Linked DNA regions of Sus scrofa: all the other regions are linked to region 2. The links are chromatin contacts, called in public HiChIP or PLAC-seq maps. All regions are on one chromosome and are shown on one strand. The core of a region is the stretch at or near the end of the contact, and the rest is flanking DNA. Distances in the headings are between cores, read along the strand shown. Region 1 holds the start of CHMP2A (charged multivesicular body protein 2a). Region 2 holds the start of LOC100518738 (neurotrophin receptor-interacting factor homolog). Region 3 holds the start of LOC110261337 (tigger transposable element-derived protein 1-like).

Evidence for each region. HiChIP or PLAC-seq counts read pairs in DNA pulled down with a chosen protein or histone mark.
Region 1: an H3K27ac HiChIP or PLAC-seq map of alveolar macrophages shows a contact between it and region 2. The contact joins the promoter of CHMP2A here to the promoter of LOC100518738 in region 2. A contact is called at or near these places in 2 of 2 datasets of contacts at active chromatin or transcription factors (alveolar macrophages and skeletal muscle).
Region 3: an H3K27ac HiChIP or PLAC-seq map of alveolar macrophages shows a contact between it and region 2. The contact joins the promoter of LOC110261337 here to the promoter of LOC100518738 in region 2. A contact is called at or near these places in 1 of 5 promoter capture datasets (liver), 2 of 47 Hi-C or Micro-C datasets (blood and heart right ventricle) and 1 of 2 datasets of contacts at active chromatin or transcription factors (alveolar macrophages).

Annotation. Positions count from the first base shown.
Region 1 is chr6:63,103,752-63,106,663 of Sscrofa11.1, reverse strand. CHMP2A (charged multivesicular body protein 2a) reads left to right here and starts at 1,632. Exons shown (of 6, transcript XM_021097415.1): 1 at 1,632-1,899; 2 at 2,616-2,822. The coding sequence starts at 2,655. It overlaps UBE2M (NEDD8-conjugating enzyme Ubc12), which reads left to right. Exons shown (of 6, transcript XM_021097419.1): 4 at 70-173; 5 at 467-530; 6 at 615-1,132. The coding sequence ends at 755.
Region 2 is chr6:62,832,014-62,834,877 of Sscrofa11.1, reverse strand. It overlaps LOC100518738 (neurotrophin receptor-interacting factor homolog), which reads right to left and starts at 1,602. Exons shown (of 11, transcript XM_013998887.2): 1 at 1,016-1,602; 2 at 738-813. The coding sequence starts at 1,059.
Region 3 is chr6:63,122,362-63,125,550 of Sscrofa11.1, reverse strand. It overlaps LOC110261337 (tigger transposable element-derived protein 1-like), which reads right to left and starts at 1,617. Exons shown (of 3, transcript XR_002345404.1): 1 at 1,534-1,617. It overlaps MZF1 (myeloid zinc finger 1), which reads left to right and starts at 1,526. Exons shown (of 6, transcript XM_021097358.1): 1 at 1,526-1,603.

The DNA of each region.
Region 1 (2,912 bases), core at 383-2,882, 270 kb before region 2:
CAGCAGCGGAGGCTCCAGCCAGACACTGCTGGGGCATTATCCACCTCCCCTCTCTCTTCCTGGAGCCAGGTGGGCCAGGGTTACCCGCATGACCCCCCCAAGGTGAAGTGTGAGACGATGGTTTATCACCCCAACATTGACCTCGAGGGCAACGTCTGCCTCAACATCCTCAGGTGAGGGCACTAGCCCTCCGCTGCTCTCCAGCCCTGCCCGCCAGGCCCCCTTCATGGCCTTGCACTGCACCTGTCTCTGCCCCTTCACTCCCCCTTGTGGTCTCTGTCCCTGTCTCTTCATCTCCTCCTCATGGCTTGACCTTGGCTTTCTCCCTGGCCTGTCCTCTGCACCCTCCCACTAGCTTCTCACATTCACACTGTCCCATGCCCTGGGCTTGACCTGTCCAGTCCCAGCAGGGTCTGTGGCAGCTGCCCACTCACCAGCCCTTGACCATGATGCTGTCTGCCCACAGAGAGGACTGGAAGCCAGTCCTTACGATAAACTCCATAATTTATGGCCTGCAGTATCTCTTCTTGGTGAGTAGAGTTGGGGGCTGGGGCTGGGGAAGGTTGGCCCTCTGCTCCTTGGGCTTGTTGACCCCCCACCGCTGCTGGCCACAGGAGCCCAACCCTGAAGACCCACTGAACAAGGAGGCCGCCGAGGTCCTGCAGAACAACCGGAGGCTGTTTGAGCAGAACGTGCAGCGCTCCATGCGGGGTGGCTATATCGGCTCCACCTACTTCGAGCGCTGCCTGAAATAGGGTTGGCGCCTACCCACCCCTGCCGGGGTCACTAGCCCGGGCATCCCCTGCAGATATTTATTGGGGGCCACAGGTGGGGGGGGCATGGGAGAGCCGGTGGGGGAATCCCATGCCCTGGCCTGCCACCCCTCCCTGCCACCCGCTCCTAGTTTGTTTTTTTTTAAACCACCATGTGATTAAGGTCGGCACTGCCTCCCCCGACCAGCTCAGCGATGGGAAATGAATTGGCTTGTCTAGCCCCCTGCTGGGTGCTGTCCAGCCCCACTATACTGGGCTCTGGGGTGGGTAGCCAAGGGGACTGGATGGCCGGGAACCCGGCACCCCACCCCTCCACCACTGGAGGTCCCACCAGGCTATTAAAGGGGAATGTTACTGCATGGCCTCTGCCTCTTCCTTTTGTGGGCTGGGAGGGTCAGGTGATACCACCAGGGCTTCTGCAGCAAGAATGGTGGGAGTTGTGGTCACAGGTGACATTGGAGCACCTCAGCAGGTTGCCCTGTATGCGAGGCAGCCCTGGGAGTGGTGGGGGGACCGAGACCCCCGCCTCCGGCTGAGTAGGATAAATCCCACTCGGGGATAAGAGAGGGTCAGAATCTAGTAAGCCAGCAGAGGGGAAAGTCCGCACCTCTGTTAAGTCCTGCCGTGCCGTGGGTGGGCCGGGCCGGTGGAGGAGAACCCCGCCTGGCGTTGCAGGTGCCTGAGTTTCAGAAACAGAATTCGGGGTCCCTCAGATGAGCTGGGCCCTATGATGACAGGGTGGGATGCAAGACTTCCGGGTCGCTGGGCGGAAGGCGCCCGAAGGTGCACCAACCCCGCGGGGACCAGGACTCCGACCGTGGCTCGGCTCCCTCAAGCCAGATTTGAACCTGAGACTCCTGACCTGCTGCGGAGACGCGGAAGGTGGTGCGCATGCGCCGGGAGGGGGGGCGGCGGCGGCCGTTCCCCAGTACGTGCGCACGCGCGCTGTTGTCCCCTCCCAGCATTCCGGGTGCCGGCGGAGCGTGTGACGTCAAGTGGTTTAATCCGGAAACGGCGGCGACGGCAGAGGCGACAGAACCAAGGGGCTGTGGTTGGTGGGCGCTCCAGGGAGCCGAGCCAGAGGAGCGTGACCCGGAAGTGGAAGCGAACCCCCGTCCCAGCTCCGGTGAGTGGCCCCGCCGGGGCTCCGGTGCTGGGTGGGCGCGTGGGCGGCGGCGTACGAGGGCGCCTTGGCCGAGGTGTGGAGAGCCTCGCCCCTCCCCGGGCCCCTGCCCCATCCCTGGGTCGCCTGTGCCCTCCTGCCTTCGGTCCTCCCGACCCCCCCCACTTTTTTGAGCGAACAGGGCACCCCCACACCCAGTTTCTCATCCTCTGTGTGGGAGTCCCCGGCGTCCCCCAGCTGTGTTCTCCACACCAGGAGTCCCTGGGCACTCAGAACCCCTGTCCCAACTCCATCCTGACGCCGTCAGCTTCCCTCGCGGCCTCCACCTCTTCTGCCCGCTCCCGTCGGCGGCTGTCTCCTGTCCAGTCCCTGAGCCCCGCGACCCAGTGGCCCCCTCGCCACCCCACCCCCTGTGCGTTCTCATTCTATCATCTCCAGTCTCAGTCCATCGGACACTCCAGAACCTCATCCCAGGGTCTGGAGGAGACAAGTCTTGCGCCTCCCTGGGGGCACTGTGATGGAGGGGCTGCGGTAGGCACATTGTGGTGACCTAACCCAAGTCCCTGCGGCTCCTCCACTCTGCCTTCCAGTCACGCTGTTCACCCTGCTCACTTCTTTCCATTTTGCGTACCCACCCCCCGCCATCTGTCCCCACCCGAACACCATGTGAACCCAGCTCTGCCCCTCGCCCCCTTTCTGGGCCCCACGCCACCTTGCAGCGAGACTTGCCCCAGGCCCACCGGTGGGCTCCTGCGGCCATGGACCTGTTGTTTGGGCGCCGGAAGACGCCAGAGGAGCTGCTGCGCCAGAACCAGCGCGCCCTGAATCGTGCGATGCGAGAGCTGGACCGTGAGCGACAGAAGCTAGAGACCCAGGAGAAGAAGATCATTGCAGACATCAAGAAGATGGCCAAGCAGGGCCAGATGGTAAGCTCGGTCGGGCACAGGCTGGGACACAGAGCTAGGTGCTATCCCCTGGTCACACACTGGTACTATAGCAAAGGGGAACGGACAGAA
Region 2 (2,864 bases), core at 353-2,852:
TTTGTCTGAAACAGCAAACCCAAGGCTGACCCTATTCTGGTCACAGCATGGAGGACTACCCAGTAAGGCCGAAGGAGATTCTTCATTCTCTGAAAACCTCTCCATTTTTTATTAACCTGGGGATTCCTGGGTATACCTCCTGCTACGGGATTCCGCAATGAGCTGAATCATCACACACTCCAGCCTTCAGCTCCCACCCACTGCCCATACTATTTATATTTCCTCCACCCTTCAAGGATCCATCTTCATCTCTCTTCTCTCCCAGTGACTAAGTTTTTTCTTTTTTTTGCTTTTTAGGACCGCACCTGCTGCATATGGAAGTTCCCAGGCTAGGGGTCCAATCGGAGCTGTAGCCACTGGTCTACACCACAGCCACAGCAACTGTGGGATCCGAGCCACATCTGCGATCTACACCACAGCTCACGGCAAATGCCGGATCCTTAGCCCCCAATAACTAAGCTTTAATGCTAAAGTAGCTGTTGAAATCTAAATAGAAGCCTGATTCCTGCTTAGACCTGTCAACGTCTCCCTCCCCAGCTCCCACTCTCCTAGTTTAATGGATAAATGAGAATCCCCCATAATTTGACCTTTATCCTTGGAAAGCTAAAATACTTGTTATTCCTCTGTCCACTAAGGTCTCTCCTTCCCAGCCAGTTCCTCGCCCAACCCCGAGATGTTGCGCGGCCCGGGGCATTTCAGGGATGGACTCTAAAACTCATAAAGAACCCTCTACTCACAGGGAACCAGGCCGTCGGAAGCCCGGAAGCCATGCCTTCCTCTTCCTGGAGGTGTCTCGGGGGAGTGGGCAGAGTCCTGAGAAAGTCAAATTTGGAGGTGGGAGGGGCGCGAGGGTTGAGTCACGGCCCCCGCCCCCCTCAGCCCAAACAACCGGAAATGACAGCTCCATCCCCCACTTCGGAAGACGCCCTGAAGGGCTGTCTCCAGCAGCTCTCGAACACCCAGAGGGCCGGTTCCCCATCCTCCACACCCAGAAGGAATCGGTCCGTTTCCTCACCCTTCACGAGCCCTGAGGGGGGACGGCCCGCCCGGTCCCCGCATCTTTTGGGCCCCAAGTCCCCGACCCCCACTGCCCCTTCAGGCCCCGCGGCGGAAGGACGGCAGGCGAGGTGGTTCTGAGCTCCTCTTGTGTTTGGCGAAATGGGGGCTGCGGCTGGGCTTGCCCTGCAGAGCCGGCCTGGAACAGAGTCCCCGACGGGCGCGGTTTTGGCGCCGCACTCACCCCGCGCGCGGCGCACTATGGCGCCCGTCGGTCCGTGGCGAAGTGCGTCAGCGCGCCGGTCCGGACTACAACTCCCAGACACCCCCGCGGCGGGGCGCGCCCCCACCTTGCAGGCGACGGCCATCTTGGCGGGCCAACTCTGGGTGGCACGCGAAGCCCGGGCGACGGAAGGGCGCCCTAGTAGTCCCGCTGGGCTAGAGAAGGCCTCGGGCTGGACCCGTCAAGCGACTGGGCTGCAGCACCGGCGAGGACGGCAACGCAGGCCAGGAAGGAGCCGTGCCCTGACATATGGGCGACCACGCGTGGGGAGGGCCGGAAGTGGAGAAAGGGAGCGTGGGCGGGGCTGAGGCGGAAATGCAGAGGGGTGGGGCGGGCTGCAGCTCACACCCAAAACGGAGGGAGGAGGGGCGGGCCGGAAGTGCTTGGGGGCAGGGCTAGACGTCCTTCAAGTTCCGAGAAGGGGGCGGGGCTTGGAGGGCATCCACGCCTAACGGAGAGGAAGAAGGGGCGGTTTGGAATGGTGGGAGGTGTTCTGGAGGGGAGCGGGCAATATGCCAGAGAAGGGGAGTTTCCGTCCTGGCTCAGGGGTAACGAACCTAATTAGTATCCCTGAGGACGCAGGTTTGATCCCTGGCCTCGCTTAGTGGAGTAAGGATCCAACGTTGGTGTAGGTTGCAGAAACCGCTTGAATCTGGCCTATCTGTGGGTGTGCTGTAGGCCGGCCGCTGTAGCTCCCATTCCACCTGTATCCTGGGAACGTCCATATGTTGCAGTGTGCAGACCTGAAAAAAAAGACACACAAGTATATATATATATGTTCACATATATGTATATACCTGAGGAGGGAAGGGGAGACGGGCCTGCCCGGAAGTGTGCAGAGGACGAAGCTGAACGTCCGCCAGGCCCAGGGAGGGGAGCGGGGTCGGGCCCATGGACAGTGCGGAGGGGCCAGGACTAACTGTCCACCCAAGTTGTGGGGAGTAGGGCATTGTCACGTGGACTCAAGGCATGGGGCGTGGGGGTTGTCAACGATAAACCAGAGCAGGACGGTAGTTAAAGCGGTGGAAATAGATTTTACTCAATAAACTGTTTTAACAGGGGTTGGGTGACTTCATTGTAGAACTGAGCTGAATTCTGCTTTATAGTCAAGGATTGGGGAGGGGGGTGGAGGTGGGGGGTAGTTGGTGGGTAGAAAATTAGGAAGAGACATCAAGTCTAGGGGTATTTTGAAACAAGCTGATAGGTTTTTTTACTGAAGGCAGGCTGGGGTGATGGAATATCACCTGGGAGAGATACTGGGGACGATGATTTTGATCAGATGTGAGAAGTAAGGAATTCTTGATAAACTGACTTAGGATTCTTGCTAAAGTGGAGGAAATGTGTGTACGAGGAAGTACACGCATGGGCCTTCCTGGGGAAAAGGTTCAGCAAAGGATCTTTGTCAGGCAGTTGGAGGACGCTGGACAAGATGCTCTGCCCAGTGTCCTCACTTGCGAGCTAGATGTCCATGTTTAGGAAGTGAAAGAAGTCTTTGGCTGCCTCAGACGTGGTGTTTGCTCTTTTTCCTTGGATGCATTCCCCCTCTCATCATATTGAAGCATCTGGGACAAAATATTTTCATGTC
Region 3 (3,189 bases), core at 368-2,867, 290 kb before region 2:
CTGAGCCGCGACTGCGACCCACACCACAGGTCACGGCAACGCCGGGTCCTTAAGCCGCTGAGCGAGGCCGGGATCGAACCCGCAGCCTCATGGATCGTAGTCGGGTAGGTTGACCGCTGAGCCACGAAGGGAACTCCTTTTCTTTCTTTCTTGGACGCACCCGTGGCATATGGAGTTCCCGGGCCAGGAATCGAATCCAAGCCGTGGCTGCGGCAACCCGCTGCACCACAGCAGGAACTCCCCACAAACTTCAGTTACATTCACTCGATCCTTCATCCTCTCCCTCCTACTCTATATAAAGTCCCCAAGCCCGCCTCCAGGGGAGGCGTGAGACTACATTTCCCAGAAGGCCGCGGGGCCGCCGAAGGCTCCGATTGGCCGGCCCGAGGTCTCCGTTCCCTTCCCCCCACCGGAACCGAGAGTACCTGCGCCTAAGCCCCTTGGCCGGAGCCCCCGGGTCCCCCGCGGCCGACCGCCCTCATCTCCGGACCACGACGCGGGCCGGCTGCCTCAACTAGGCCGGCGGGGCTGCGGCCCCAACCCATCTCCTGCCCCAGGCACCGCTTCCCGGTGGCCGCCGATCCCAGCCTCCATCTTATCGGCGGAAGCGGAGGTTGCCAGGCGACGGCCGGGATTGGAGGGGGCCGCTTGGGGCCCGCCCGACGGCGCTCCGGCGCTGCGCGGTCCCCCGGGCCCGCCGGGATATGGGAACGTAGTTCGGCGACGAGGTGGCCGAGCGCGGGGTCCAGGCTGGGGCGCCAGAGGCCACCTCTGCCCAAGGCTGGCTTTCTCGCCCATTAAGACCTCTCCTGTCTTTCCCCGAGTTCTACTTTCAGTCTCTCTCTCTCTCCATCGTCCTCCCTAATCTCCCTCCCTTCCCGGCGGTGTCTCACTGTTTCCTCATTCCGGGGAACTGTGCCCTTTCAGACTGTCAAAACATAATTTCGAAAGAGCAAAAAACATACGCGTCAAAGACTTATCTACCTCGGTGGGAACTAGCAAGGTGACACAGGTGGTTCTGGGAATATGAGAGAGAAGGAACAGCAGAGGGGGTGAAAGAAGAAAGAAGGAATAATGAAATAAAAGTGTGGGAGCTCCCTTCGTGGCTCAGCGGTTAACGAACCCGACTAGGACCCATGAGGATGCGGGTTCGATCCCTGGCCTTGCTCAGCGGGTTAAAGATCCCGCGTTGCCGTGAGCTGTGGTGTAGGCCAGCGGCTGAAGCTCTGATTCCACCCCTAGCCTGGGAACCTCCATGTTGCCGCGGGTGCGGCTCTAAAAAGCAAAGAAAGAAAATAGCAAAGTGGGATTAGTAGCGCTTCACAAGGCAGTGGAGAGGCCCAGCACTTAGTATCCTGCTTAGTGTCCTACAGTGTGATAAAAACAAAAAACTTGGGGTACCCTTTTCTACTGAACAGAAAGCACTACAGTCTATCAACCTTCTACAAGTTAGCATCTAACTTCACAGTATCTGGACTCTGATCAAAAGCAGTGAAGTGAGAAGTCGTTGCTCTGGTTAGGAAATCAGATGACCTGAAGGAGACTTGGCAGAGATGGTGCGAAGGCTTCCAGACATCTTTCTTGTCTTATTGTCAAGTTTTGTGTAAGTTTTCTTCACAAGCGTCCCTCCCGCTCCGTCTCTCTTCTTGCTGTCACCTTTCCCCGAGTCTTTGAAACTCTCGATCTATTTTACTGTACCTCTAATTTCTGTCCCTTTCTCGCCTCTTGCTTCTGTACTCCTGATCTCTATCCCTTGAAACTCGATCTGCACGTCTTGTCGCCGTAAACGAATTCTCCCTCTCCTGTCTCTCCTTTCCTCTCCATCCCGCCCCGATCTCTCTCCCTCTTGTTAACGGTCCTGACACAAGTCTACCCAGCCCTGCCTCCCTGTCTTCTTATCGCACAGTTTAGGACTCTGAGAGCAGAAATCTTCGTTCTTTCTGTCCTGCCCGTGTCTCTGTCCCGGGGGCTGTTCACTTACTTTCACTGTCTCTAGTCACAGCCTGCCCCGCCCCCGCTCCTCAGTGTCTGTCTGTCAGTCCTCGCAGTCTCTCTCGCTCGGCATCACCTCCTCCCATCTCTCCCATCCTCCTGCAGACGCCTGCGGGTACCCATGGTTGCACTGGAAAGCGCCGGCACCACCCGCGCGGTTACCATGGAGACGCCCGGGCCGCCTACGGTCCGCTGGCACAAAAGAGCATCTTCGCGTTGCGCGCACGCGCGCAGAGGGCCGGCCGCCACGCCTCCCAGAAACGGCTGGGCTAAGCCCCTCTCCCGGGCGAAAGCGCGAGAGGCTCGCTTGCGGTCCTGTGGGCGACGGCACGGGTGGCCCAGTCTCTGCAGGGGGTTGCCATGGAGAAAGGGGCTGACGGAATCCAAGCGAGGGCCGTGATTGGTTCAGGGTCCTGCTAATCCCTAGGAGCCGCGTAGAGAATGGAGGAAGACGTTGTGGAGGGCATGCGCTGTTGGGCAGGCGGTGCTGCCTCCTGTTGCCCCCTGGGAAGCTTGCGCGCGTCGACGGGCCCCTGACGCTTGGATGTGAGGCTGGGAGCGCAGGAAGGCGCGGCCCGGAGTGTGATCCGATCGTGGCGAACGACGCTGCCCCGGGGGACAGCGGGAGGAGGGCGGAAACTGAGACGAGCTTGCGGGAAGGGCGAGGCGGCGCCCGGGCTGGTGCGTGGAGCATTCTGGGAGACAAAGTCCGTCGGGGCGGGGGAAGTCGGGAGCGCGCATGCTCAGGAGCACGGAGCGGCCCGCTGAGTGCGGAGGTGAGGGCGGGCGCCCCTCGATCGGGAAGGTGCGGGCAGGGACCCGGGCGGCGGCCCAGCGGGACCAGGAGCGCGGAGCAGGGGCCTGGGCGCTCCCTGTGGACCGGCTCAGTGCTGTTGTGCGAAGCTCGCCAATCCCTGGCCGTTGCCACGGCGACGGAATCTGGAAACCCCGCCCCCAGTTGCCATGGCGGCACCCGGACCTGCCCCGGCTTCCTAAAGCAGACATGGCCAGCCAAGACTTCTGGTAAATGTAGTTTATCGAGCTCCGAAGGGCCGGCTCGATCGCTAAGGCCCAGCTTTCTCCTGAGGTTTCGGTTGACTTGGAATCTTGAGGAGTGAAGGATAGACTCCCAGGATCAGACGGCCTTCGAACCCGAATTCACACCATCAATAAACTCAGATTTCTTCACAAATCTTG